3 separate regions of the Mus musculus genome follow, and regions 2 and 3 are each linked to region 1. The links are chromatin contacts, called in public HiChIP or PLAC-seq maps. All regions are on one chromosome and are shown on one strand. Each heading gives the region's core, a stretch centred on a gene start, on an enhancer-like site or on the middle of the called end of the contact. The rest is flanking DNA. Distances are from core to core; before and after follow the strand shown. Region 1 overlaps Pde4d (phosphodiesterase 4D, cAMP specific). Region 2 overlaps Pde4d (phosphodiesterase 4D, cAMP specific). Region 3 overlaps Pde4d (phosphodiesterase 4D, cAMP specific).

What was found. HiChIP or PLAC-seq counts read pairs in DNA pulled down with a chosen protein or histone mark.
Region 2: a FOXA1 HiChIP or PLAC-seq map of pancreatic cancer cells shows a contact between it and region 1. The contact joins two enhancer-like sites. A contact is called at or near these places in 1 of 39 promoter capture datasets (the 3T3-L1 cell line), 1 of 15 datasets of contacts at CTCF or cohesin (the NIH/3T3 cell line) and 1 of 115 datasets of contacts at active chromatin or transcription factors (pancreatic cancer cells).
Region 3: a FOXA1 HiChIP or PLAC-seq map of pancreatic cancer cells shows a contact between it and region 1. The contact joins two enhancer-like sites. A contact is called at or near these places in 2 of 15 datasets of contacts at CTCF or cohesin (the NIH/3T3 cell line and large pre-B cells), 1 of 484 Hi-C or Micro-C datasets (pancreatic cancer cells), 9 of 115 datasets of contacts at active chromatin or transcription factors (the NIH/3T3 cell line, embryonic fibroblasts, embryonic stem cells and 3 more) and 1 of 9 other capture datasets (embryonic stem cells).

Annotation. Positions count from the first base shown.
Region 1 is chr13:109,479,119-109,483,233 of GRCm38.p6, forward strand. All of the region lies in intron 3 of Pde4d (phosphodiesterase 4D, cAMP specific), which reads left to right. Among named protein-coding and RNA genes, the nearest start is that of Gm32703, 40 kb to the left of the region's middle. Within about 2 kb of position 2,508, at least 48 of the 459 cell types and tissues checked have an H3K27ac peak or open chromatin away from gene starts, as enhancers often do. A contact at or near this core is called in pancreatic cancer cells, where this site is marked.
Region 2 is chr13:109,316,967-109,321,499 of GRCm38.p6, forward strand. All of the region lies in intron 3 of Pde4d (phosphodiesterase 4D, cAMP specific), which reads left to right. Among named protein-coding and RNA genes, the nearest start is that of Mir582, 5.5 kb to the right of the region's middle. Within about 2 kb of position 1,840, at least 9 of the 459 cell types and tissues checked have an H3K27ac peak or open chromatin away from gene starts, as enhancers often do. A contact at or near this core is called in pancreatic cancer cells, where this site is marked.
Region 3 is chr13:109,227,134-109,231,097 of GRCm38.p6, forward strand. The region is part of intron 3 of Pde4d (phosphodiesterase 4D, cAMP specific); the gene reads left to right. Among named protein-coding and RNA genes, the nearest start is that of Mir582, 96 kb to the right of the region's middle. Within about 2 kb of position 2,303, at least 151 of the 459 cell types and tissues checked have an H3K27ac peak or open chromatin away from gene starts, as enhancers often do. A contact at or near this core is called in pancreatic cancer cells, where this site is marked.

The sequences.
Region 1 (4,115 bases), core at 1,258-3,757:
CCACGGTGGCATTTGACCAAAACTTAAAACCTAAGTCCCACTCATTGTTTTTCTGTTAAATGTTAAAAGGCACACTGAAATAGCAAAAGAGAAGGATAGCATCTGTCTCAATAGCTAGACACATTGTTAAGTAGACATCATGGCCATTAAAACCAGCATAATTATAAGCACTATGATGTAATAGAATATATTACACAGAAGGTTTTGTTTTTTATTTGGACCAGTGTAGCAGTTTGACACATAAAAATCAGAATGTGGATGGTTTTATAACAACTTGAGTATTCATTTGGAAGAGCTGAAGGAATTAGTTGTAAGATAATTATGTTCAAAGTGGTGATTGGGTAAGATGACCAACTATAAAATACATACAGAAATTTATTATCTTGTTGGCTAAATATTAATATCCAGTTAGAAATATAACAGAAGTAAACTGCCTCCCAGACAACATCCAATTCTAGATATCAGAACACATTGTCCCTATAATAATTTCTGTGAAAATCATTTTTCTAAAGGAGAAAAAAGTAAATCTTAAAAGACAAATAGTCCCTGCAAGTTAATCTATAAAAACTAATTATAGAAAATAAAATAATGTGTACATTAGCATCTTATTGTTCATTTTGACAAATTTTTTAAAAAATATCTAAGGAAATAAATATGTAAGAAAGTCAAAATAAAATTGAAAATCTAACAAGTTTTACATAGAGCTGTAAAAGTCATCACCTGAGAATATATTTTACAAAAAAGATCAAATTTAGAATAGTGGTATTGGTGAGGAATTAGGATATTGCAGAGAAGAACCATGTTTTATGTATGTGCATGCATATCACAAAATGTATCCCAGGAGCCAGGTGTGGTGGTACACACCTTTAATCCCAGCACTTGGGAGGCAGAGGCAGGTGGATTTCTGAGTTTGAGGCCAGCCTGGTCTACAAGGTGAGCTCCAGGACAGCCAGGGCTACACAGAGAAACCCTGTCTCAAAAAACCAAAAAAAAATTTTTTTTTAAAATGCATCCCAGGAAAACAACCAAGGCTGTATGAGAATATTTAACTACATCATTGTACTTTCGTGGAGGGGTTGGGGTGTGAGGAAAATGAGCCCAATATTCAGAAGAGAGACTTAGTTTAACATACATGCATATGATAGGTAAGTATAATATTTATTATGGGAGATAGTTATGTAATGTTAAGTGAAAATTCATAAAATGTGAGCCCAATATTTAAAGAAGAAAGAGAAGTTAATGTCAGTCATGATGGTCGACACCTGTAATTCCAGAACTCGGAAGGCTGAGGAAGGAAGCCTGTTTCACGTCTACCCGGCCTTGTTACAGCAGACACACACAAACATGCAAGCATGCATATGTGCACACACACACACACACACACACACACACACACACACTCACACACACACACAGAGAACATATGGGAACATGATTTCATAATAAAATATCAATATCTGTGCCTCAGAAATATTGTAGTTAATTTCTATACTCCTACTAAGATAACTTCTAGAAAGTTTCTTCATATGAAAAATGAAGAAATAATAGTAGATTGTTTCTAAAAGACTTTTAACAAAATGCTTCATAATTCCCTGAGTAGTGATTATTAATAACCTTTGGAGAATTTTAGAAATCTAACTTTGCCATTGTTAATAATAGAATAAAAGTAGGCTCAGCCCAAACTACACTCATATTTACTTACAATTTAAGCCATGGTACCTGTGTGTTTGTGTGTGTGAGAGTGTGTTGTGTGTGTTTTTTGTGTATGTATATGTACGTGTGTGCATTGTGTGTGTATGTGTGTGTGTGTGTGTGTTGCTTCGTGTGCCACAAATATCTCTTTTGATGTGGGGTGGGATACAGTCGGTGAAGGCTGAGGTAGAATTCGGTGGCCTCCCCCTTGGATCTCTCATGCTCATCACAGGATCATATTAATGTGGGATAAGTACGCTTCATACTGGCTGTTTGGAACCCTACTGAAAATTCTTGGTTATGGTAAGGCTCTGTAATCACAACTCACACTGAGAAGCTGTAAGAGCTGTGGTGATTTGAAATAAATCCCATCGCTAAGTAGAACTTTGTCTGTGCTTGAAGAATTTGTAGAAAGTGCCTCGGCTACCATAATCTGAAGAATGTCACCCAACTCTTACTTCTGGCTGACAGTTCACATGCCTGCAGAATTGTAAGATGTTGTATTTCAAATGGGTTCCAGTACCTTGTTGTGATCATGAAATGAAACACACACACACACACACACACACACACACACACACACAGAGAGTTTTAATTTGCTATGTATTACTCCACATTCACAGTGGTTGCTTGGAGGCCATACACAATGGTGCAGAGTGGCTTTTCAAAAATGATCCGCCTTGTTCTTGCTTCACCTGCCAGACGTCATGAACTTCTAAGAGGGAGCATATTTTATTTGCCTCACACCACCGGAGGACTTGGCCGGTGGCCGCTGTTTGTTCAATGCTAGTGTTGACAGGTGCTTTTGCCTGGGGAGCTCCTGGGGTTTTGCAGAGTTAGTCAGCAGTTCCCACAGCAGCCTTCATGCCTGAGAGTGCAACGCGGATTCACAGGAGCTCCAGCTTCCCTTACTCTCATTTCTGTTTACCCAGTGAAACAAAACAAACATGCCAGGCTCCCTCAAAGGGCTGGCAGCAAGAAGTGCTAGTTCTATGTCATTGGGAATTTACTTCTTGTGTAAATAGATAAATTCCTGTGAGGGAAATTTGCCACACACCCAACTGAGACAAGACTACCTTCGGCTGAGGATCTGAGTCATCTCCTGTCCTCAGTTCTCTCCTACTATGTCTTGTCCTTAATGAAACAGAACCCAACCACTCTTCACCCCTTTTCTGCATCACTATTCTCAATTACTTGGATTGGTTTCCTAAATAATTAGACAATGCGCAACTTCATCGGTTATGTAATCGTCAATAATCTACTACAGAACACATAGTTTTAAATGGAGACTGTTGGTCCATTGTATTCAACTACAAATTTCTGGTACGTAGCGGGCAAGCCTGAAACACAATTACAATGCAGCAGTCTGTTGGATGAATGAATGAATGAATGAAATTGCTCAGTGATGCCAGAAGACTCCATTCAAGTCCCTTATCAAGTTCGAGGGCAGCCAAATGTAAATAAGCAAGACCAACTTGCAATGTAAAGAGATTGCTATTATGTTCCTTGGTGTTAGAAAGATCTATGAGATGAAGAACACTGGTCAGAGGTTTTGCTTTTATTAGTTGCAAGGGCAGAAACCAAGTTTAAACTGACTTCAAAATAAAAGAAGAAAAAAAAAAAGAAGCCAAGCAGATGATGTAACTTAGAAGTTTAAAGTTCATTCTTATGGTTGAAAACATGCTCCAAACCTTCTCCTGAGGTGCTTAGAACAGCCCTTCATCCCTCTTTCTCTCTCCTCCTTCTGCCTCTTGGACCTCTTCAGAAGTCCCCTTGCAGAAACACAGAGAGCGAAGCACACCTGTGCTGGTCTCTGGATGAGCATCTGTTCCCCATTGCTAAGAAATACTAACAAAGTCTCCTAAAATCAAAGCCGGTTCATTTCAGCTGCTCATCATTTACTTTCAGTTCCACTCCACACACTAGCTAAAGCTAAGAAGGAGTGGGGAAGTATATTGACATGTGCATCCCATGAGAGGGAAAACATCAGGACTAACTAACTCCCTGGTAGAGTTATCATAAAATCACAGTATGGCTGGATGGGTGTGAAGACACACTTCGCACCCAAATGATGTCTAGTTGTGCTGTGGTGTGTGAGAAAGGCATGCTTGGCCTTAGCTTTTACACCAGCCTCCTTTAACTATTTGCTCACTTTAACTTACTAAACCCAATACTTACTCAGTAATTTGATATACCCGGGTGCATACCAAGTATAAAACTGTGCTCAGGAATTACCCCCATTGAATAGCTCATTCGGTGTTAAAGAAAAGAAGAAGGAAAAAAGATCAGTGGGTGACCAAATCTAAATGAGAAGTTTCGTTAAGTCACAATATTCTACCATATTGCCATCTTTTCTTTCCTTCTGGTCCTTTCAGACTTTGAAATCACTTTGAAATTGTTCCAGAGATGAGAAGGGAGATTTG
Region 2 (4,533 bases), core at 590-3,089, 160 kb before region 1:
GGGAGAAAGGAGAGAGAGGAGAAGAGTTTCGGAAAGCCACAGGTTTTGAGCTCAGGTCAGTAATGGCAGTCTCTAGGCCGCTGTAGAAAGAGCTAGTTATTGTTTAGAGGAAAAGCAGCGAGAGAGCCCAGAGGAAAAGAGTCCCTAGAGCTTGGGCCTGTATTCAAAGAAGAGGTGGGCAAGGAAAGGCTCCAGTCTGGTGTTAAGACTCAAAAAAGCAAGTGAGCTAGGTGCTACAGTAGCCTTGTAAACAGCCATCCCAGGGAGAGGATGCTGTGAGTGTAAGTATTGATTATTAGGGGATAGTCGGTCCTCTCAGCTCCTTTGCAAACCTACAGGGGAGGCAGCTTTCCTGAAGAATGGCCTCCTGGCCAGGTGACTGACAAAGCAAGTCACAAGAGACAACAGTATGTATGTAAGGTTCTGCTCTTGGGGCGTCAACCTGAATATCTTATTTCCAGCCATGGTCAGAAATAGAATTCAGATTCCATTCTTTTGACTAAGAGGAAGGTACCTCAAAAAAAGCCCCCAATAAGTCTACTTTTTCATATACTTAAAGGGAGGGAGGTTTCCACATGGAAAGAGGATATCTGTAATGGCCCCTAAGCTTGCTGATGTCTGTCTGTCTGTCTGCCTAATGATGTCAGTGCTTTCTGTACATGGTAGGTATTGGCCAGCCCATTGCCTTATAACACATTGAAAGTGCAATACATGGCTTTTAAATATCAAGATAGAATAAAAGTACTGACGGAAGTTTATACATGCACTTAAAATCATCAGTACTATATATAAATGAGAAGGTTTTTGTTCTCATGGTTACTCAGGGTACAGCACTGATAGGACTTAGAACAACCATTCTGATAGCAGTGAAATATATCATACTTGGTTCTGCTACTCCATTTATACTGTTGACATTAAGTTAAATATTATCTTTTGGTATTTAAATTAGGCATATATTCTCCCATGATAAACACATGAGTGTGATTACCTTATAAGTGAACTTTTGAGGAATGAGGGTGCGGTAGACATTCTCACATCTATCATCTACATGGCTGCATGTGTGCTCCCAGCTTATTCTGAATAAAAGTGGTATTCTCTGCTTGTTTAGTATTTGGGAACATCGCTTTGTGCTTTTTTAAAAAGATTTTATTTATTTATTTTATGTATATGATGAGTGCACTGTAACTATCTTCAGACACACTGGAAGAGGGCATCAGATCCCATTACAGATGTTTGTGAGCCACCATGTGGCTGCTTGGAGTTGAACTCAGGCCCTTTGGAAGAGCAGTCAGTGCTCTTAACTGCTGAGCCATCTCGCCAGCCCAGGTTGGTTGCAGTTTTACTTAGTATTATTGATACTGTTATTATTGGTTCTTATGTTGCAGCTTTACATAGTATTATTATTACTATCATTATCACTTTGTAATTCAGTGGGTCAAATCCAGGGCCTTGCATATCTCAGGCAAATACTCTAAAAGCTGAACTTGAGCCCCTATCATACTATAAATGAAGAATTTCTTCCTTGACTGCACTCCATTCTAAGTAGGGTCCCTTCTTGCACTTCCACTTCCCAAAGAATCCTGGGAAGAATTCTCCCCAGTTCCCTGGGTCCTGGGCCAGCACAGCTAGGCTTTCATTGTATAATTATTTACATAGTGGAGATATATTCACACACACACACACACACACACACACACACACACACACACGTCACATCTAGAAACAGAAACGCTTAGGAAAGGCAGTCTGTCTTCTTTCCCTTACAATCTGAACAGTTCTCAAACACCATGCTGGAGGGTGGGGGCGGGGGGTATGACTAAACCCACTGCAGTAATGAGCAACCTTCTTACCTTGTTATCCAGTCACCACCCACCCCACCCCACCTTCCCCACCCCCACCAGCTCCCTACAGGAACCACTTCCCTTTGGTAGCCTCCAGAGAGCTTGCTCAACTAACCAAAGCTTGGATTTGTGCTCTCCTTAGGCAGTGTTATTTATTCCTGGGAAGGTGAGATTAGGGTCCATTCTAACCTTCTCTTTCCTGTGCATCTCTAGTGCTTCTCACCGTTTGCAGCTTTTTTTGAGGCTGCTGCTTCTTCTCTGTCATGTCCTTCCCCCAGCAGAAGATGAGAGGAAATGGTAGTGTTTACACAGAGATGGAAAGCCTGTGCACTTGAGCCCTGAGGCTAGATCTGGCCTAGTGCTTCGGTTCAGCTGTTCCCAGGTGTTTTGACACAAGCAGTCAGAAAGCAAGTGTGTCCAAAGAGCAGCTTCCAGGGTCCTGGCTGCTCCCTGCTGCACCCTGCTGCTCCCTGGCATGTTTCTTCTTCTTTGGAAAGTTCTTACGGGGCTATGGTGCCACCAGCCCTTCCCTCAACCAAGTATTCTTCCCTGGAAGATCAGACTGTTTACAGCAAACTTTATCTTAATATAAAAGCACCCAGAAGGGGTGTTAACGAGGCTTTCAGTGGGAAAGCCACTGTAAAGAATGTGTCACAAGAAGACATTCTGATGAAGTTTAGTTCATGGTTTTTAGAATAGGGGGATTGTTGGGATTTCTATGGTTAGCCGAAAGTGAAATATCTTTCTTCGTTTCCTTAAACAAATTTCTCTTCTTGGATCTAGTAGGGAGCCTGAAGAGGCTCTGATCCTGTCCATTCTCTACCTGGGACATTAAAGGCAAGTGATGCTTGCATCTTATGGAACACTACTTCACATACTAAGTGATGTAGAGAGAATGGAGAGGATGTTCTTGCCAAAGATGTCAGTATCTTACTGTCAAATCTATCGCTTGTCATCACCAGTCTTGCTGAAAATATGTTTAGGAGCCAGGAGGAACAGCCTTCTCATGTAAAAGAAAACACACAAGATGAAAAATGAAGTCCTCTAAGCCAATGGTATTGACTTTACTGAGGGTAGCTTTTATGTCCTAGATAGAAGTGGAACATACATCAATTAGAGCTTAGGCAATACTTATCTGGTCAAGGGTAGTCGTTTGTTTTTCAATTAGTCATTGTTAAGTGGACACAGCCAAGCAGAACCTTCATAGCTCTAAGATTCTGGCTGGTGAATATCATAAGCTACACATAAGCATAACAGGATAATCAACACAATTCTCTTATCCTACAAGCCAGGCTGTAATATGTCAATGAAAGCACATTTTGAACTAAATTCGGGTAACTGGAAAACTGTTGTCATCAAGTATCCACTAACTATCATCTGCTTGGTTCTTACAAGTTTCATATCTGTGAACTGTCAGTCCCCTAGAGAGTACCATAGGGGTCTTACATGGAAATACATGTCATACTGCTGTGGCAACGTTCTTGAGACAAAAATAGCTACATAGTTTGGTAACATATAAGATTGTATTGGAGCCTCAGGTTTGGGACACTATTTAGATTTGTGTGCTCCTGTTCGTAGGCTACAAAGGTCTTGGTTTTAAATTAATAAACATTTCTTGAGTACAACTCAATTCACCCATGAAAATTATTTTTAATGATGATTATGCCAATTAACATTTAAGTAGAATAAAGATAGCAGTGGTTAGTACCCCTTGTGTAAATAGCTGTATTAAGTCCGGGCTCTACATTAAGGTACGTCTCATATAATAAATTACTCCTAAGATGGATAATGAGACTCACTTTCTGTCTTGTCCATGAAGTTTATGAACACATATATGTGCACACACATGGCACTGTGTATAATGTTGTAAGTTATTTTCAGCTGTATAACAAAGTTATAGACATTTTAGTAGTACAAAGAAAAAGTCACTCTAGTTATTGCCCTTTTAGGATAAAGACTGTACCAATGTGTATGCAATTTTCCAAAGTTAGCCAATGAATATAACAACATATGTGCTGGTAAATTTTCTCTATGTAAATAAGAAAGTACTCTGGGTGCTTCTGTTTTAGAAAAAAATCTCTTAGATATCTTTGTATTGCAGCATATGTAAGGTGGTTTTGTTTTTCAGTAGTATTCTATTTTGTACATACATCATGCTGTCTATAACAACTCATATTGATTAAATGTCCAATTTGTTTTATGCTAGATGTGTGTGATCATGTCCTAACTCTTATTTTTCACACATTGCATCTAATCAAAACTTTGATGTGCTCTCATTCATCAGACTACAAGGTCTTTTTGCTAGTTTACAGAGGGTCAAATTAACAAATATTTTAGGTCTGGAGTTTTAAAGATTCTGCCCTAGATATTCAAGTCTACCATCACTGTCTTAAAAAGCAGCCACTAAGCAATATATGCATTGATGATACAAGTTTCAATACAATCTTCACAAAGTAGCCACAGGCTTGGTAGAAGGGCAAGAGCTTGCTATCAGGACACCTGAGAACAATCGTTTGTTGATGAGTTGTGTAGATATGATGCCCTATCATGGCAATGATTGTGTCTTCTGTTCTCCTCTATGTTTGTACAAATCGATATATGCCTGTTGAATCAAGGAATTAATTCACAAAGAGGTGCAAAGTCAAGCAATTATTTTACCATTTGCTATCTCTAATGAGCCTGGTTGTTTTGT
Region 3 (3,964 bases), core at 1,053-3,552, 250 kb before region 1:
TGGTTCAGTCTATTTGGAGTTCTGTAGGCTTCTTGTATGTTCAAGGGCATCTCTTTCTTTAGGTTTGGGAAGTTTTCTTTTATAATTTTGTTGAAGATATTTGCCGGTCCTTTGTGTTGAAAATCTTCATTCTCATCTACTCCTATTATCCATAGGTTTGGGGTCTTCTCATTGTGTCCTGGACTTCCTGGATGTTTTGAGTTATAATCTTTTTGCATTTTCCATTTTCTTTGATTGTTGTGCCGATGTTCTCTATGGAATTTTCTGTACCTGAGAGTCTCTCTTCCATCTCTTGTATTCTGTTGCTGATGCTCACATCTATGGTTCCAGATTTCTTTCCTAGGGTTTCTGTCTCCAGCATTGCCTCACTTTGAGTTTTCTTTATTGTGTCTACTTCCCTTTTTAGGTCTTGGATGGTTTTATTCAATTCCATCACCTGTTTGGTTGTGTTTTCATGCAATTCTTTAAGGGATTTTTGTGCTTCTTCTTTAAGGTCTTCTACCTGTTTAGCAGTGTTCTCCTGTATTTCTTTAAGTGAGTTATTAAAGTCCTCCTTGATGTCCTCTACCATCATCATGAGATATGCTTTTAAATCCGGGTCTAGGTTTTCAGGTATGTTGGGGTGCCCTGGACTGGGCAAAGTGGGAGTGCTGGGTTCTGATGATGGTGAGTGGTCTTGGTTTCTGTTAATAAGATTCTTATGTTTACCTTTCGCTATCTGGTAATCTCTGGAGTTAGTTGTTATAGTTGTCTCTGTTTAGAGATTGTTCCTCTGGTGATTTTGTTACCCTCTATCAGCAGACCTGGGAGACTAGCTCTCTCCTCTGAGTTTCAGTGGTCAGAGCACACTCTGCAGGCAATCTCCTCTTACGGGGAAGGTGCACAGATATCTGGCATTCGGACCTCCCTTCTGGCCAAAGATGAAGGCCCAAAACAGGACCTTTCCCAGAAACTGTGTTGCTTTGGCCTGTCACAGAAGCTGTTAGCTTCTGTAGTCCACACTCTCACCTGTGCAGACTACTTTTGGTGGAGTCCCGGATCCAAGATGGCTCCCGCCGATGCTGAGACAAAGTTCTCCCGGGCCAGGCAGACACCTGTCCTCTGGCCGGGAAGGTGGCCAGATGTCTGGAGCCGAAAAGGGGACTGCCTCAGAAGCTCTGTGGCTCCTGCCTGTCCCAGAAGCTGTTAGCTTCTGTAGTGCACACTCTCACCTGTGCAGACTACTTTCGGCGGAGTCCCGGATCCAAGATGGCTCCCGATGATACCCATCTAATGACTTCTTTTGTGATTGGGTTACCTCATTCAGGATGATATCCTCCAGATACATCCATTTGTCCAAGAATTTCATAAATTCATTGTTTTTAATAGCTGAGTAATACTCCATCATCCTTAGTGAGGTAACCCAATCACAAAAGAAGTCATTAGAGGTCCCCCCCTTTTTAAAGCTGTCTGTTCCCAGCTTTGACTGTGTCATAGAACTTGCTGTGGGTAGGATGCTGAAGCACGTAGCTGAGATCAATGAAGGGGTCACTGATGGCAACAATATCTATTTTGTCAGAATTGAAAGCACCCTGGAGACCAGGCACCTAATCTGACTAAATCTTCTCACTCTAACCTTCACCATCCTGTCTCATGGGTGAGGCTGGCATTTCAGGAGACGAAGCAGCTGTCTCTGGTAATGGGGAGAACTGGAGAACCTAAGACTTCACTTTAGGGTTAAGTTAATAGTTGAAGCTCAAACAGGCAGAGTTCATGAATCCAGGTAGTCATTCAGACTCTGGGGCTATTGGAGTCGGTGCTTCTGGGAGTCTGTGAATCGGTAGTCCAGGGAAAATCAGGGGGGAGTCAACAACCGAATAGAGAGAGTCATAATTCTCCATTTACATTACTGAATACATATATAACAATACAACTCATATTTATTGTATTTCTGTCCTTTCCATACAGGGTGTTTTAGATTGCAACAATATTGTATTGTAAGTAGATTCCTACACTAGTGTTATAAACAGATTGATGAAGACAACACTGTGGGCCTGCATCTGAGCCGTCTTGTGACCTAGTATGGGCTTTCAACTAGATTCTAATAATAAAAAACACTTACCACATATTTAGGTATCTCTAAGCGATTGTTTCCCTTGATACAAAGTGGAGAACACTAATACAGGTTTTCATGAATTGTTGGCCTTCTTTGTTAATTCATGTAGTTCTTCGAAATGGCCACTAGATGGTAGTCTTTAGTTAGTATTGTCACCTCTGCTCCATGATAGGAGCTTTGATTCTAACCAGAAACATTTTGTGTGTTCCTGACGCCCTTTTCCTCAGATGGGTGAGGCAAAGGGCAAGGACTCCGTGTGGTTCAAGAGTCTTCAGTCTTGAATCCTTAAATTTTCTTCTTCGTAGACCTTACTTTCGGATACTATTTATTGAACAATTTTATTTGTCTCCACTGTACCTTTAAGTGATGACTCTTTGAAGAGGGTTGAGGTCTGTACTTACAAGGGTCAAAAAGATAAGAGTACAAGGATAATATGTCAGGCGAAGAACAGGGACGATGAGCTTCGGGATCTGCTGTCACCCCAAGTAAATCCCAGAATTCCCCCGAGCTCTGCAATCATTCACCATCTTAGCTAGAGTTGCCGGACATTGATGCACCGTTGCCAAATACATGTGTGGTCTCTCTGGACAATCGGAAAAAAAAAAAAAGTTTTTCCTCTTCTGTGCTGAAGCCTTGTGATTTTTTTTCCCCCTAGCAAAACCAAACCCAGTGAGCGGCAGTTAACCCGCACTGGCTGTTTGCGCACTGTGTTCCAAGGGCTCTCTCTATTTGTCATGAGTCATCCAATTAACGTCAACTGTAATTATTTCCTCTTCATTTTCCCTTTCCACTGTTGAGTCTCCCGAAGTCACCAATTTCCTTAACTAATTTTAATATCGAAACCTGCATTTCAGGTTCTCCTACTTCACACAACCAAGAAAAAAAAGAAAAAAAGGAATGAGATGCCCTTTTCGATTTTACCCTGAGGTAGAGCAAATCCTTTGACACATTCTGAGAATTCTTCCTGTTCAGTTTTATCATCTGTCCGTACTTCCTTGAAGTTCACTTATGGCTGAACACACGTATTTGCATACGGACTCTCATAAAGTCATTTTCAGTAACTCTGCAATTGATAACTCTCCCAGATAGACACATAGTCCAGAGTTACCTGTTGATCTGTTTCGCTGCCTAAAAGGAGGAGGGCAGCAGTGGAGACAGGACGGACTCACCTGGGGGTAAATGTGAACTTTGGGGCCTTGAACAACAACAGGAAGCTTGGTTTCTGGCTGCTACCACATTAAAACTAGTTGAGGTTTTTATTGTTTGTGGGCTGTGGAAATTTTATTTCCTGGCGTCTAGTAACAGTTGGCGAAGATCCCCATTACCCTCACTGTGAGAAGAAGCCCCATGGTCACTCCACAGCTATTGAGAGCTGCTACACCCCCTCCTGCCCCACCCTGCCCTGCCCTGCCCTGCCCCACCCCAACCCCCCTTCCGCCGCCCAGAGACACAGCTGCCTCCTGACCACCGGAGGCTCCAGTTGGTTTAAGCAAGATTAGTTCAGCTTTGCTTAGCGAAGGGTCACTGTCTAGATCTGTCTTTTCCACACCAGAGAATCCCATGGTGGATTCAATGCCCTCACTCAAATTTCCCAGCCACCAGCCAAGTTCCCTTCTTGTCTCCTCCCCCACAAAATCTTGTTTGCACTGGACGTGGCAGTTATGCGTTATCGGGCTTTTTGATGGTCCGAGGAGCTCTTTATATTCACAAGCATTGCGCAATGGAATGCTATTTAGACACCCATGCTCTTTACAAGCAAGCTAGCATCTGTTTCAACAGCAAGTTGCTTGACCGTTTTTTTTTTTTTTCATCCCAGAGTTATTACAATCTCTCCCAACTCCTTCTCACTTAATGGTTTTTAGCTTCTCT